2 separate regions of the Rattus norvegicus genome follow, and region 2 is linked to region 1. The links are chromatin contacts, called in public Hi-C maps. All regions are on one chromosome and are shown on one strand. The core of a region is the stretch at or near the end of the contact, and the rest is flanking DNA. Distances in the headings are between cores, read along the strand shown. Region 1 has its middle 52 kb from the start of Clic6. Region 2 holds the start of Runx1 (RUNX family transcription factor 1).

Evidence for each region. Hi-C and Micro-C count contacts between places; a contact is called where the count stands out from the background.
Region 2: a Hi-C map of the Rat2 cell line shows a contact between it and region 1, with 6 times the contacts expected there. The contact joins the promoter of Runx1 here to the enhancer-like site in region 1. A contact is called at or near these places in 2 of 12 Hi-C or Micro-C datasets (the Rat2 cell line and hepatocytes).

The regions. Positions count from the first base shown.
Region 1 is chr11:45,272,656-45,279,282 of GRCr8, forward strand. No RefSeq gene overlaps it. Among named protein-coding and RNA genes, the nearest start is that of Clic6, 52 kb to the left of the region's middle. Within about 2 kb of position 4,951, at least 6 of the 93 cell types and tissues checked have an H3K27ac peak or open chromatin away from gene starts, as enhancers often do.
Region 2 is chr11:45,416,934-45,423,225 of GRCr8, forward strand. Runx1 (RUNX family transcription factor 1) reads right to left here and starts at 4,392. Exons shown (of 6, transcript NM_017325.2): 1 at 3,724-4,392. The coding sequence starts at 3,993.

The DNA.
Region 1 (6,627 bases), core at 3,701-6,200:
GATCACCCTCAGTGTGTCCAATGGGAGTCCCTTCCACAGAACACCTTCCACTGTATCCCTCCAGCTTTCCATGATTCCAACACAGAGGAGTGACGGTTGCAGGAGTCTTTTTTAGCATCCTACCAACTTCCCTCCACGAGACCTCAGCTTGCTTCAATAAGGAGTGATACACGGGCCTTGAGAAGTGTGTCCAGAGAACATAGATGTGGAGGAATGCACGCATGTTTTTGGTGACCATGATGATCACAGTGATGATAATGGTGTGTGTGTGTGTGTGTGTGTGTGTGTGTGTGGTATGTGTGGTGTGTGTGGTGTGTGTGTGTGTGTTTGTGTGTGGGGAGAGTTGTGTGGTGTGTATGGTGTGTGTTTGTGTGTGGGGAGAGTTGTATGGTATGTGTGCGTGTGTGTGGTGTAGTGTGTGGTTTGTGTGTTTGTGTGTGGGGGTTGTGTGGTATGTGTGTGGTGTGGTGTGTGGAGTGTATGGTGTGGTGTGTGGTGTGTGTTTGTGGGGGGGTTGTGTGGTGTGTATGTGTGTGTGTGGTGTGTGTGTTTGTGTGTGTAGGGGGGGTATGGTGTGTGTGTTTTTGTGTGTGGGGGTTGTGTGTGTGCGTGTTTGTGTGTGTTACATGTATGTAGGCAGGCTGGTGTGTACCAAGGCCAGAGACGGGCATCAGGGACTCCCCCTCTTGTTGATCACTAGCTTATGCATTGAAGAGGACTTCTCTCATTGGACTGAAAGTTTGCTGATTTGCTGCCTCTAGCCCCCTGCCACCCCTGGACAACACCGAGTTTACACATAGTCATGCCTGGCTTCTTGTGTGTAGGTGCTGGAAGTTCGAACTCAGGGCCTCATGCCTGCACAGCAAGTGCTCTTAGCCAGGGAGCCCTCTCCCTAGCCATGATGTAGTTGTCTTCTATACCATGCAGCAAAGGCCACAAAGTTACCAGCTTAGCCAACATGGCATGTACCTGTTCTGTCACAGGCTGCAGGGTCAGGAGTGTTTTGGTTTGGCTCTGGAACATCCTCCAAAGACCTTGTGGTGATGAGTGTTGGCTGCCAGCTTGTGGTGCCGATGGAATGTATTGGAAAGTTTAGAAAGGTAGGCTTAAGTGACTTAGAAGTGAGCAACTGGGGGTGTGTCCTTTGAGGGTCCTTCTTCCAAATTCTTGCTTTCACAGCACTATGGGGTGCGCGGCTTTGCTTCCCCACGTGCTCCCAGCCACAGAAATCTGACTAATCCACAAGAAGTCGGTGTGTTCTGGAACTGGTTATCTTGTTTAGGGTCACAAAGGCTGAAAGGAAGGTACTGGCTAAAGCTGGATTCCCATTCAAGGTTTTCAGGTCTGCTCCTGGTATTTAAAACTGCTTCACCTCTCTCCAGTCTCCTTTATGTCTGACTGTGGTCTTCCTTTTAGGCACTCACTTGACTAGTCCAGGCCTTTATAACCAGCTGATCAAATCAAACCCTTGGAGTCCCTACACTCAAGTCAACTGCTGAGGGACTGTTGTTTCCTTTGCTCTGTCGTGCGACCTAATCACAAGAAGGATTTGGTGTCTTGTAGAAGTTTTGTCCTGGTTCTTCCTCCTAGTCCCATGTTCCCAGAAATAAAACTCAGACTCAAAATACATTTACAAACACCTTGGCCATATAGCTAGGCTCTTCTCTGACTAGATCATAACTTATTATGACCCATTTATTTTAATCTACATTCTGCCATGTGGCTCCTTACCTGTGCTCAGACACCGTTCATCTGTCTTGTCCCATCTTTCCCGGGTGAATCTCCTATGCCTAGCTATATCCCAGAATTCTTTCTCTTTCTGGATGTTCCACACCCCGACCCCCTATTTCTTGCCTAAGCCATAGGGCATCGGGTAGATATTGACAGGTGCCACAGCCATACAGATATAAGATATTCTTTCTACAGTATTTGTTCACAAGTCCTATCCAACCTCAAGAGTAAGGGGCCTGTTCACCAGGGCCCTCAGGGAATCTCAGGAGCCAGCTTAGAGTCTGCGATGAACACTCTAGAGCAAGGCTCCACCACCATATACAACCCCTGGCTGAGGTCAATGGAGGTTGCATTGCTAAACCTCTTACGTGTTGCCAAGCCAAGTCGTGGCATCAGGTGTCTGCTGCGTATCTTCTTGGCGAGCATCCTCCAGACTCTCTTACTGTTAATCCTCAGGTTCAAACTCCATGGGGCGGGCAGGTCTGACATTCCCTGAAGTCTACTTGACCTGATTCCCAGGTTCCTGTGACAAAGCAAGAGTTTGTTGACCTCCACATCTTGGCACTAAGTGTACTATTTACTCAGTGTTTTTGCCAAAGGGTGGGGAGAGAAGGTGGGGCTGGAGGAAGGATTTTTTTTTGCAGTTGGTCAATGAAGGGCTTTGTCACGACTCCTCTCCTGTTGAACAGGTGGTTGAGCGTCTCAGTACAAGGTAGACATGTTTCTCCGTTAGTCCTTTCTGAATTCAGCTCAAAGGCAGTTATATAAATGAACAACAATAACAACACTACCACGGACAACAGCCAAGCCAAGGCTGCTCCTTCAGAAGAAAAGAGCGTTTTAATAAAGAGCCAGAAAGATGCGGCACACAAACGCCAAGGCACTGATTCTTCCCTGTTCTCAGGTTTCAGCTGTGAGATGGTTTGTCAGCTGTGACAGTCTGGAAGCACCTGGGAGGAGAGTCTCAGTGAGGGATTATGACACCAGGTTGGCCTGTGGACATGTCTGTAGGATGTTGTCTGGACTGTATGAAGACCCAGCGTAAAAGTGGGCAGCACCATTCCTTGGCTTTGGATCCTGAATGGCCAAAGAGCAGAGAGAGAGTGAGCTGAGGAGCTTGTGTGCATGCATCCATCCCTGTCTGCTCTATGCCGAGCGACTAGTTGCTTCAAGTCCCTTCCTTGACTTCCCCACGTGATGGACTGGAGCTATGGACCTTCTTTCTCTAAAAGTTGCTCCTCCCAGGGTGTTTTGTCACAGCAAAGGGGAAAAAAAAAAGTAAAACATTTACCCGTGCACATTTGGTAGTTTTATAGTATGTGTGGTTTCAATCGTTGGATTGTCATTCAAACCAGTCACAGCCTTTCAAGTGGTGAGAACTATAAAGGCTACAAGCTGCCTTGTCTTCATCGCATTCCAGAGCATGGGGCAGTCGGAGGCCTTCAGCGCTTACACCAAAGGGAAGGAAAAAGTCTGTCAAAACCAGAACAGTAAGGTGGTGACCAGGCTCCTGTGGATACGAGACAAGCAAGACCTGCTTGTGCCATGGAAGGTCACCAGGGCAGATATGAAATGGACAGAAATCCAGTCCTTAGGCCCCAAGGCTCTTGGTGCAGGAGGAGGAAGAGGAAGGGAAGGGGGGGAAGGGGAGGGAGAGAGACTCTCAGTGTGTGTCATCTCTGAGATTTGTTTGAACAGCACCCTGTCTGGTTCTGTGTGACACACACTCGTCTGTGCAGCCTGAGTAGCTATGTCACTGCCTCCCAGCTTCTGACAGAATCCCCTTCTGAGGACACAATGAACATTTCTCGCTGGGAAAGGCTAGAAGGTGACCATCCTATAGCCTTCTTAGCTTGGTTTCCCTGAGAGCCACATTCCAGTGAGAGATACCATCATCCGTGCAATAAAACTAATGTTTTAAACAGTATTGCCTACTCTCCTGATTCTTGGGATTTTATGTCCCGGGAGCACAGTGAAATTAAGTTGGTTTTGTTCTCAGGCATAGATAGTTTCCTCTGGTCATGTTGAGTGACACAACAGTCTCCTCGGTGAGAAATGAATGCATGGTCTCAACCACAGACTCTTAACAGATGACACGATGGTGACCCTCGTCAGGAAGCACATTTTCTGGGGACCCTGGGATACCCTGTTAATGCGGTTGCTATAGATACACATGCTCCCAACTTGTCCTGAAGGCTAGACCCAAGGCCATGCTCCCTGGGAGTTTAGGAGTTAATTTGGTTTCATAAGAACTTTCTAGAAAACAATAATAGCTTGATCTGAAACAGTTGAGATGGGGGAGGTGTTAAATTTACCCCCAGGACATCTTGATAAAGAAAACGTCTCATCTTTCAGAGACATCTTGGGGTTGCCCTGTCTGGTCGGGCTGATTAGATCACCTGTTGGCTTGGTAGCAGTGATCACTTTTCTGAGAAAGAGATTCTTCCTGACTCTTCAGAGATGTCTGAAGACCCATTTCCATCTTCTTAGTGTGAATGACAGGGACACTCATAGGTAAAACTTGAACTGTGTCCACCTCCTGGATGCCGTCACCCAACCTCTAACACCCCACTGCTGTGGCACCTCTGTGCTTTCTGCTTGATAGGGGCTCCGTGGCACAGTAGTGCCCCTCCACCGTAGCAAGTGTTGCCCTTATTGTCTGGGATGCAAACCGTCTTCCCAGGGTGCTCGATGGCAGCTGGCCAGTCTTGGCTGTCTTCCAAACTAACAACTACTAAGTCATTTAATTCTTACCTAAAACTCAGAGCAACATTAATAGTTAATGCCTGAAGCTAATTTTTGTGGAACCACGCATTACCGACAAGATCAGGAGAGTGACGGTTCCCAGCAACCCAGCCCTCTCTTCCCATCTCCCCATCCCGTCCTGAGTCTTTCTGGGATCCTTTTGTACAGGCACATGTGTCTAAGGCAATATCAGTAACATCAAACAGATGTGGGTTCAGATCCACTCCTCATGAGATGGATGGAGAAGGAAGTTGAAGTAGATGAAAATCAGGGAACGGGGGAGGGGTTAGCACAGCTAGGAACAGCGGGATTACTCAACACTTGGATTTTTAATCAAGGGATCTTAGTAATGAACAATATATCCTTTGTTGAACACACAAAAAAAGAAAAATGCAAACCAGAAGCCAGTAGAGATTTAGTAAACAGAACAATCTATAGGGCCCCGAAGGGGCATGTGTGCACAATGACTGTTTTAAACTCTGTTAGAGACAGGCTTTGGTTCAATGGTCAGTGCCAGTCTTGTTTGGCAGTGTCTTGCACTGACCCAGGCAGAGACGCAGAACATTTTGGATTAACTTGGACTGTTCACACTCACCAACAGTTGGCCTGCAGTGTTTAATGTGCTCTCTGAACTTTAAGATAATAAAAGGTTTACTTGGGATAAGCCTTTCATCCTTTTAAACACTCCCAGAGTTGGGAGTTGGAGGTACCGAGTGTGGTCACTACGGGTACTGAAGCTCCCAGACAGCAGTCCACATTCCTTTAAGGGCAGCCACCTCTAGACGGCTCATTTCCCATTGTCTAGATGCTGGTCTGCAATTTCTTTCTGGGATCCAGACAGTTAATTGTGACTCAAGAGGACTGGGGAAAGAGCTGCATGGCCTCCGGCAAGTTATTTAATTTTGTTGAATCTCAGTTTGCTCATCTGTAAAAGATTTTTTCCGCTCAGCTCTTGGAACTCTGATAAGGATGTTCACGAAAACACACAAAACTGTCAAAAGCACTTATCGGGCTTTCTCCTTGGTAGTGTGCTAGGTTTTTGTACGTAGCATTCTCGCACCAGACACGATGGATGTGAAATTGGTGCTGGTCTTAAGAATTTGAACAACTCTTGAAATATAAGGAAATAGGCTACAGGAGGCTGGCCAGGGCCTGGTAGGCAGGGAACTAGGCAGGAAGTTTGGTCAGTGCTGGTTGGACATAGAACAAACCTCCTTTCCTCTCTAAGCCCCACGCTTGTTATTTTTGACTTTGAGAGAAGAAATGGGAACAAAATAATTTTGACTTTCAACAAAGCGTTATTGCAGAGAGCTACACAACTCTCAAATAATTTTAACAGTAACCTCCCAGCTCTGTCCCAGATACTCCCTGTCCCTTCCTGAAAGAAGTCCCTTGACCTGAGAGCCTGGGAAGAGGTCTTGTCTGAGTCCAGATCACTTCAGAAGCCATAACTAAGTGCTGGGCACTCACATCCCGTCTGAGTCACTTCCTCCAGTCGAGAATACACATGACGAGTCAAGCAAGGCACAAACCATACTTCTGCCATCCGCATTTCAGCTGCTCTCTTATCTTCTAGGTAGTGAGCCACCATTTAAGGTGACTGCAGATCTGATGAGAAACTCATCTCTTCAAAGCAGCCAGAATTCTGGGAGACTTAGAAGAAGGACAGAGGAAATGCCTATTATGTTAATGGTTGTTTCCTTAGCCACTAACTTTCTGAATAACTTCAACTGAGAAACTTTGACAAGACCCAGAAAGAGAGAACACCCAGCAGACTGAATGATCCAACCCATGCTCTGTAGCTCTGGTCTCTCACAGTCGAATGCTGGGCTCCACCCTGGGGGTGCTTCTTACAAAAACCTGTGTTTTAGGTTCCTTGGTTGTCAGTGTCCCCAGAAGCTCCAAGGCTTGGTCTCAGTGGCTGGCAGAGCTGGAAGGCAGGTAAGGGGGTGAAAACCTGAAAAATTCCGACTCAACAGTGAAGTCCTCTAAGAGACAACATCGAGTGTCGGTCCCAAAATGTTGAAGTCCCATCTTTTAATTTTTATTTTTGACAGATACACAATTGTACACGTCTTTATGGGCACAGCATGAAGTTTTGATACATTTATATGTTGCGTAATGATCAAATTAGGGTATCCCACATGACAT
Region 2 (6,292 bases), core at 3,142-5,641, 140 kb after region 1:
TACCGAGAGAACAAACCCTAGAGGCCCTCTCATCTACAGCATGAGAGGACCATGGTGGCTAAGAAAAGCTTGTTGGTGATGGAATTCAAAAGTCTAAAAATTAGGAGTTTAACTAGCAACACCCCCATTTCTAAAGGAAGTGGGAAGGGGGCATCCGGGGGCCCAGTTATCACTTCTCTGGCCTTTTTTTTTTTAACTTATCTCCAAAGAGTTTTGAAGGAGTAGGGAAGGAGACAAAACTAAATCCAGGGACATTTAACACCATGCTTAAACCAATGACAAGTGCACTTAGGCTAGGTTATTAGTGTTACTGTTGTTTTATATAAAGCTAAGATGTCTTCCGATTGGATATAGGTTTTGTTAATGAGAGACGATTATAAAAAGGATGAGAGGAAAAAAAAATCAAACTTCAAACAGAAATGCGAAGCGGCATCTGCAGTACAAAGCCATAAACAATAGGTAAGGGAGAGAAACATTTACGTTTAGCACAGACCAAACAGACAAGAAGGGACTTGCTGGCCAAAGATAGCTCATATTTTGTTGAACTTCTCTCTTCTTCAAGTATCAGGAAGTTGGGCAAAATATCAGCTGCCCTCTCCGCTCTAAGGACTTCCCAGCACTGCTCTTGGCTAGCCGGTTCTCAGTTTGAAACTGGCATTTTCCAACAATTTTAGAGGCTGAAGTTAAAGTTAGCAATTTATTTACTGCAAATTTCTTAATCTTCCTGAGTTTCAAAGAGGCCGTGGAGTGGAATGTATAATTTATCTGAGATGATATTTAATGCATAGCTAGGGATTGTGGTCTTCCTGCCAGAATTATATTTATTTATTTATTTTTATGAAAAGCATACTCCATCAGCACCCATGGTCTTTGAACTTCCTGGCTGAAGGTATGTTTCTATCTTTGTGCTCCGGTGTACCAGGGGCTAAACAAACTATACTATTACAGTGTTACAAAATCTATTGCAAGTCACCTAAGCCACTTTGTAGGCGGCATCTGCAAACACTGCTTAGAATGTAGCAGACTTCCCAATCTCTCAGCATTGAAACGGTTTCTCTGTGCTAAAAGGTCAGGTGTGCAGGTGCAGAGAGGGGTAGGAGGACCATGAGCAACATTTTAATCTATTTTCAAGGAATTCGTGATTTTAAATCTCTTGACAATTCTGAAGATTGAAGCGGAGGACTTAACAAAACTTCAGCAGATTCTGGAAGACGCTCTCCCTATGATCTGAACGCACTGCTTCCCATGATCTGATTTTTATCTCAGGGGATAGGATAATTCCTGCAGGATTAACCCCTAAAGAGATGCCTGGGTCTTAATTTAAAAGTGAATGTGAACAACCTTTTCCGGTAGAACCCACCTCAGTGTGTTTGGTAGGGACTGGCACACAGAGGGACCAGGGACCCAGAACAAATACAGCAAGGATGCCGTCTGTTTTGGAGTACAGCTTCCTCTTAAAATCAATCCTTAAACCTCCTTTCCCTCCGCAAATTCTATCTACTGACTGAGGTCAGCAGGGTGCTGAACTCCTTGGAGCAGCCCTCCCTCTGTGGGACTGCAGAGGTGGTGACAGATATTAATCCAGAGGTCTGAGTTTTCAACTTCCCTGTCCACCGTGACCTTTGTCATAGCTACTGGGCTGTCACTCAGGAAAACACACTGAGGCTCTTTAAGAAGCGGGTTTCCCAAAATCATCTGTAAAAGAGAGTCTCTACGGCAGTGATTATTTTTGTTAAAAGGAATTTTTTTTTCGTGGCTTGTAAAAGCAATATGTATGGCCTTTCGTTCTTTAAAAAAAAAAAATTTCCGTGGTGGTGGCTCAAGACTGTATCACTTCAACTCCTGAAGACCATATTAAAAATCAACCATTTAGTGACAAACTAGGATTCCCTGGCAGAACAGCAGCAGCAGCAGCAGCAGCAGCAGCAGCAGCAGCAGCAGCAGCAGCAGCAGCAGCAACAACAGCAACAACATCAAGGCAGCTCAGAGAAGGCCCCAATTTCTTCACCAAGTCCCCTTAGCTCAGCTGCACAGGGAAATCTACCTTAAATGGCCCTTTGGTTGACTACAATGAGCCTGACATCACTCTGTTCTCTGAAAGTGACCTTAGGGCCAGGCCAGTCTGGTCTCTCTCAGGGTAACTGAAGACAACAGCAGCTAAATTTGTTTTTCTAAAGGAATTGGGGTGGATTCTCTAACAACTGGAAGGGAAGGAAAAACCAAGTGCCTGGCTCCCCTTCTGACTCTCAGCCCCATACACTACCCCCTTTAAAAATGTTGCTTTCAAAACAGCGGCAAAGGCAGGCACCTCTGTAGACAGAGTCGGTTGCAAATTCTACTTCTGTGATTTTTAAAACGTGGACGGTGTTTTTAGTATTAAATTAAGGAACCCCGGATAGCACTTTTCAAAAAGTGAGCGTTATTCATTGTAATTAGATCAAGATCCAGCTGAGGCCTGGGACTACGAAAAGCTTAAATTAAATTAAATTATTCTCCCTCCTAAATGAGACAATTATTCAGCTAAATTGAAAAAAAAGGGGGGGGGAAGAGCAGCTTCACTTTACAGCTTGGGTCCCCCCGCCTTCATTAGCTTTTTAAAAGAACGCAACTTGACAGAGTCAATTTGCTTTCCGCTGTAGCTTTTAAAACCTACCCCGAAGAAGACCAAAGAGGAGAATCTGAATTCCTCCAGCTCCCTGCCAGAGGAGTGGGGTGGTTTTTTTTTTTTAAACCGCCCAAGGTTGTTTATACATCGCTTCTGAAGGCCAAGTTTTAGAGGCAACTCAAAGCCAGGGCTAGATCAGGGTGAAAAGCGACCAGAGCGACGTGAGCTGCCCACCTGAAGTGGCCGCGTCTACCCGGCCCCTTCCTCTAACAGAAAAGCTGCTCGACCGGACCTTTCCAGGTGTCGGAAGACACCCCGTCACCTTTCTTGCCTGGGGCTTAATTTAGGTGAGCCAGCCATAATATTCTGGAGGGTTCCAGAAAAAGCAACAGGATTCACTACTAGCGGCTTCTGGCAGGAGCAGGCTACAGGCTCGAAAAACTCCTCCGGACTTTGGCAAACTTAACTACGCCTGCCGCGGACTTTGGACACGCTGAATCCGAATCCTATAGGGCGGTTAAAAAAAAAAACAAAACAAAAAACAAACGAACCGGCGGGGTGGGGGGTGGGATCCCTGGCGTCCCCTTGGTTTATTTTTACTGACCGGAAGATAGTAAAGCATCTTTTATTTTATTTCCCGATGCCTTCATTTGAGAGATAGGTGTCCATCTATCTCTTCATTTGAGAGATGGGTGTCCATCCAGAGGTCCAGGGAGCCTAACTAAGGAAGATGGACTGGCCCGCTCCAAGGTTCTAACTTTTTCTAATTTCGTAGCAAAGATAAGGAAGGTCCTTGGCAGATGTTCTGGGATTATCTTAAAAAATAAAAATTAAAAAACAAAAAACAAAAAACCCCCCCAAAAAAAACCAAAAACCAAAACAACCAAAACTCTCTCTTGGATACCTCTGCGGGTGGCCAAGGTGGGTCCCTTCCGAGGGTCGCCACGGCAACGCAGCATCCTCCCCCCCATCCCAAACTCAGTGAGAAGGACCAAACAGAGGCTTATACAGGCAGCACCCTTCTCTAGAAGCCGCCTTAGCCTCTGCCCCCTAGGCTCACTCTGGCCAGCGGCCGGCCTCCACCTGCTCCTCCCGCCACCCTCTCTAGACAGGAGTACCTTGAAAGCGATGGGCAGGGTCTTGTTGCAGCGCCAGTGAGTGGGCAGCACGGAGCAGAGGAAGTTGGGGCTGTCGGTGCGGACTAGCTCGCCGGGGTGGTCAGCTAGTACCTCCACCATGCTGCGGTCGCCGCTCCTCAGCTTGCTGGCCAGGGCGGCGCCGCCATCCGGGGCGCCCAGCGGCAGCGCCTCGCTCATCTTGCCGGGGCTCAGCGCGGTGGAAGGCGGCGTGAAGCGGCGGCTCGTGCTGGCATCTACGGGGATACGCATCACAACAAGCCGATTGAGTAAGGACCCTGAAAACAGCTCCTACTAGACGGCGACAGGGACTCGGATCTTCTGCAAGCTGCTCCCGGGAGACCAACATACAAGTTCAGGAGCCTTTATTACTACCGGAGGGTTGTGGGGGTAGCAGGACTGAGATCTAGTTACGCGGATCGGCCTTACACCCAGGCAGGGTTAGCAACTGGCCGCTTAGTGCATTGAAAAGTGGGCAACCCAGAATTCAAAGTCAAATGCCCCAAGGAGCCTCGCTTTCAGAGTTTGGAGTTCAGTCTTTGGCTATTACAAACGGTCCCGGAGGCAAAATTCCCGTATGCGTCCTAAAATATTTATGCGCAGAATTAAAAAAAATGACCAGAAAAAAAAAAAAAACAAACTAGATTTGGAAGTTCCAGCAGTTCATTGCCTGTCAGTTTGTTTTTCTTTCTTGCGGGTCAGTTTTGTTTAAAGTCTCAACAAAATACAAAACTTGGGAGTGTCTTCCATACAGAGCGCCCCTCTTACCATGAAAAACTCACTTCGTTCTCAAAAGCGAGAGCCGCCAACTTTCAAAGATTGTGCTACTAATGTATGTGCTCGTATATATAGATATATACACATGATCTACTTCATAAAATATTTACAATACAATCTGTAGAGAATTTAAACACAACAGAAATCCATTAATGTTCGCCGCAGTTTTTTTTTTTTTTTTTTAAGTAGCCTTGAAAATCAGCTTCAGTAGTTAGAAGACTGGGATAGAAGCACTTGTCATTATTCTCTCAATAAATTCTGGCCAAATAAATGGTCAGTACTTTACGAAGATCTCTAGCTAATCTTAAAAAAAAAATCAAATTCGATGACACTCAGGGTAGAGCTTCCCACAGCTGAGGACTCTGGTTTGGGAACGATGGTTAAGTTTGTGGCTGATCCTGTGGTTTGGTGGGAGTTGAGCCGCAGTTGGGTCACACACACACAGGCAGACATGCACTCTTCGGAAGTCAGCCACTGTCTACATTGGTTGAGTGAGTCAGCCCAGACTCTGGCAGTAGCAAGATGATCTTCCTCCAACGTCGCCCGGCGCTGGCTGGTTTTCTGCTGGGGCGCACAAATACCCACGAGCGAGCACCGTGTAACCGCAGCAGGTGGAGCGGGCCTGGGAGGAGGCGCCGTAGACCAGTAGACTCGAGTTACACACGCTCACTCCCACGCACCCTGCCACGCACACGCAACTTCACCGCTCGCCTGGAAGCCCGGAACACTTTCTCCCGCAGTTGTCAAAAGAAACAATCGGAGAAAAGTTTACAGCCAGGAGAAAAGTTGAAACATCCAAAGCCTAGACGCCGGTTCATTCAAAAGTAAGAAAGGAAAAACAAAAAGAAAAGGAAAACAAGGAGGTCCAACGCAGATCTAAGAAGAGCGGCAAAGGGTGACTTTCTTGCGTCTCCGGTAGCTCAGGATGGAAGTGCCAGCCGCGGGGCCGGGCGGCGTGGTGCCCTGGCTGGGTCCGGCCGCGGGGCGCCCGTCCTGCCCGCGCCCGCTGGCTCTATGAATGAGAGTGCCTGGAAATGAACGTGCTTTTACTGTAAGCCCGGCCCGAGGAATTCCATTCCCTCAGCTCGTTTGCATAGGGGAGACCGACGGCCAATCACAGGCCTTTCCGGTATCAGGCTGGGCGCGGCCGGCTGCCGCGCTCCTGGAATTGGCCCGCGCGCCCCCGCGCGCTACTGTACGCCGCCCCGGCCCGGACTGGGTGGCAGCCCCTACCGCCCCCAGCTCCGGTACCCACGCCGACCCCGCACACACATGCACACGCAGCCACGTTTGCCCGAAGCCAGGCCCAGGTTTAGACTCCACGCCAGGCAGCCACGCGCAGGGTGGCACTGCCACACTGGCTCTGGGTGGGTTTGAGGGGCGCGGCGGCGCCACCGGCGGCCACGGTCCCGGAGACCCCGAAACGGGAATCGAGAGACCGGTCGGGCTTGGGCACCGCGAGCTGCGCCCGGAGAAGCCCGGGGCCCAGAGATCTGAGGCAGGGAGACGCCCTGAGCGCCCTGGACACATAGCTGCCACCTCCGGGCTCCGGGGACCCGGGCTGGCATCCCGGAATGGTCCCCAGGCAGCCTTGCACTGCAGTCCGTGGGCCCAGGCTCCGGGTCCTGAGAGGACAGGGTGGGTTTCGGCCGCAAGAGGGCCGGAGGGCTGATGGCCCGGTTGGGGAGGCTCTGAGCGCCTCCCTGGGCCTGACTGGTAGCTGAGGTGCAGTGGCACAGGGTCATTTAAATACGGCCAGCCGCTGCTCCGCCGC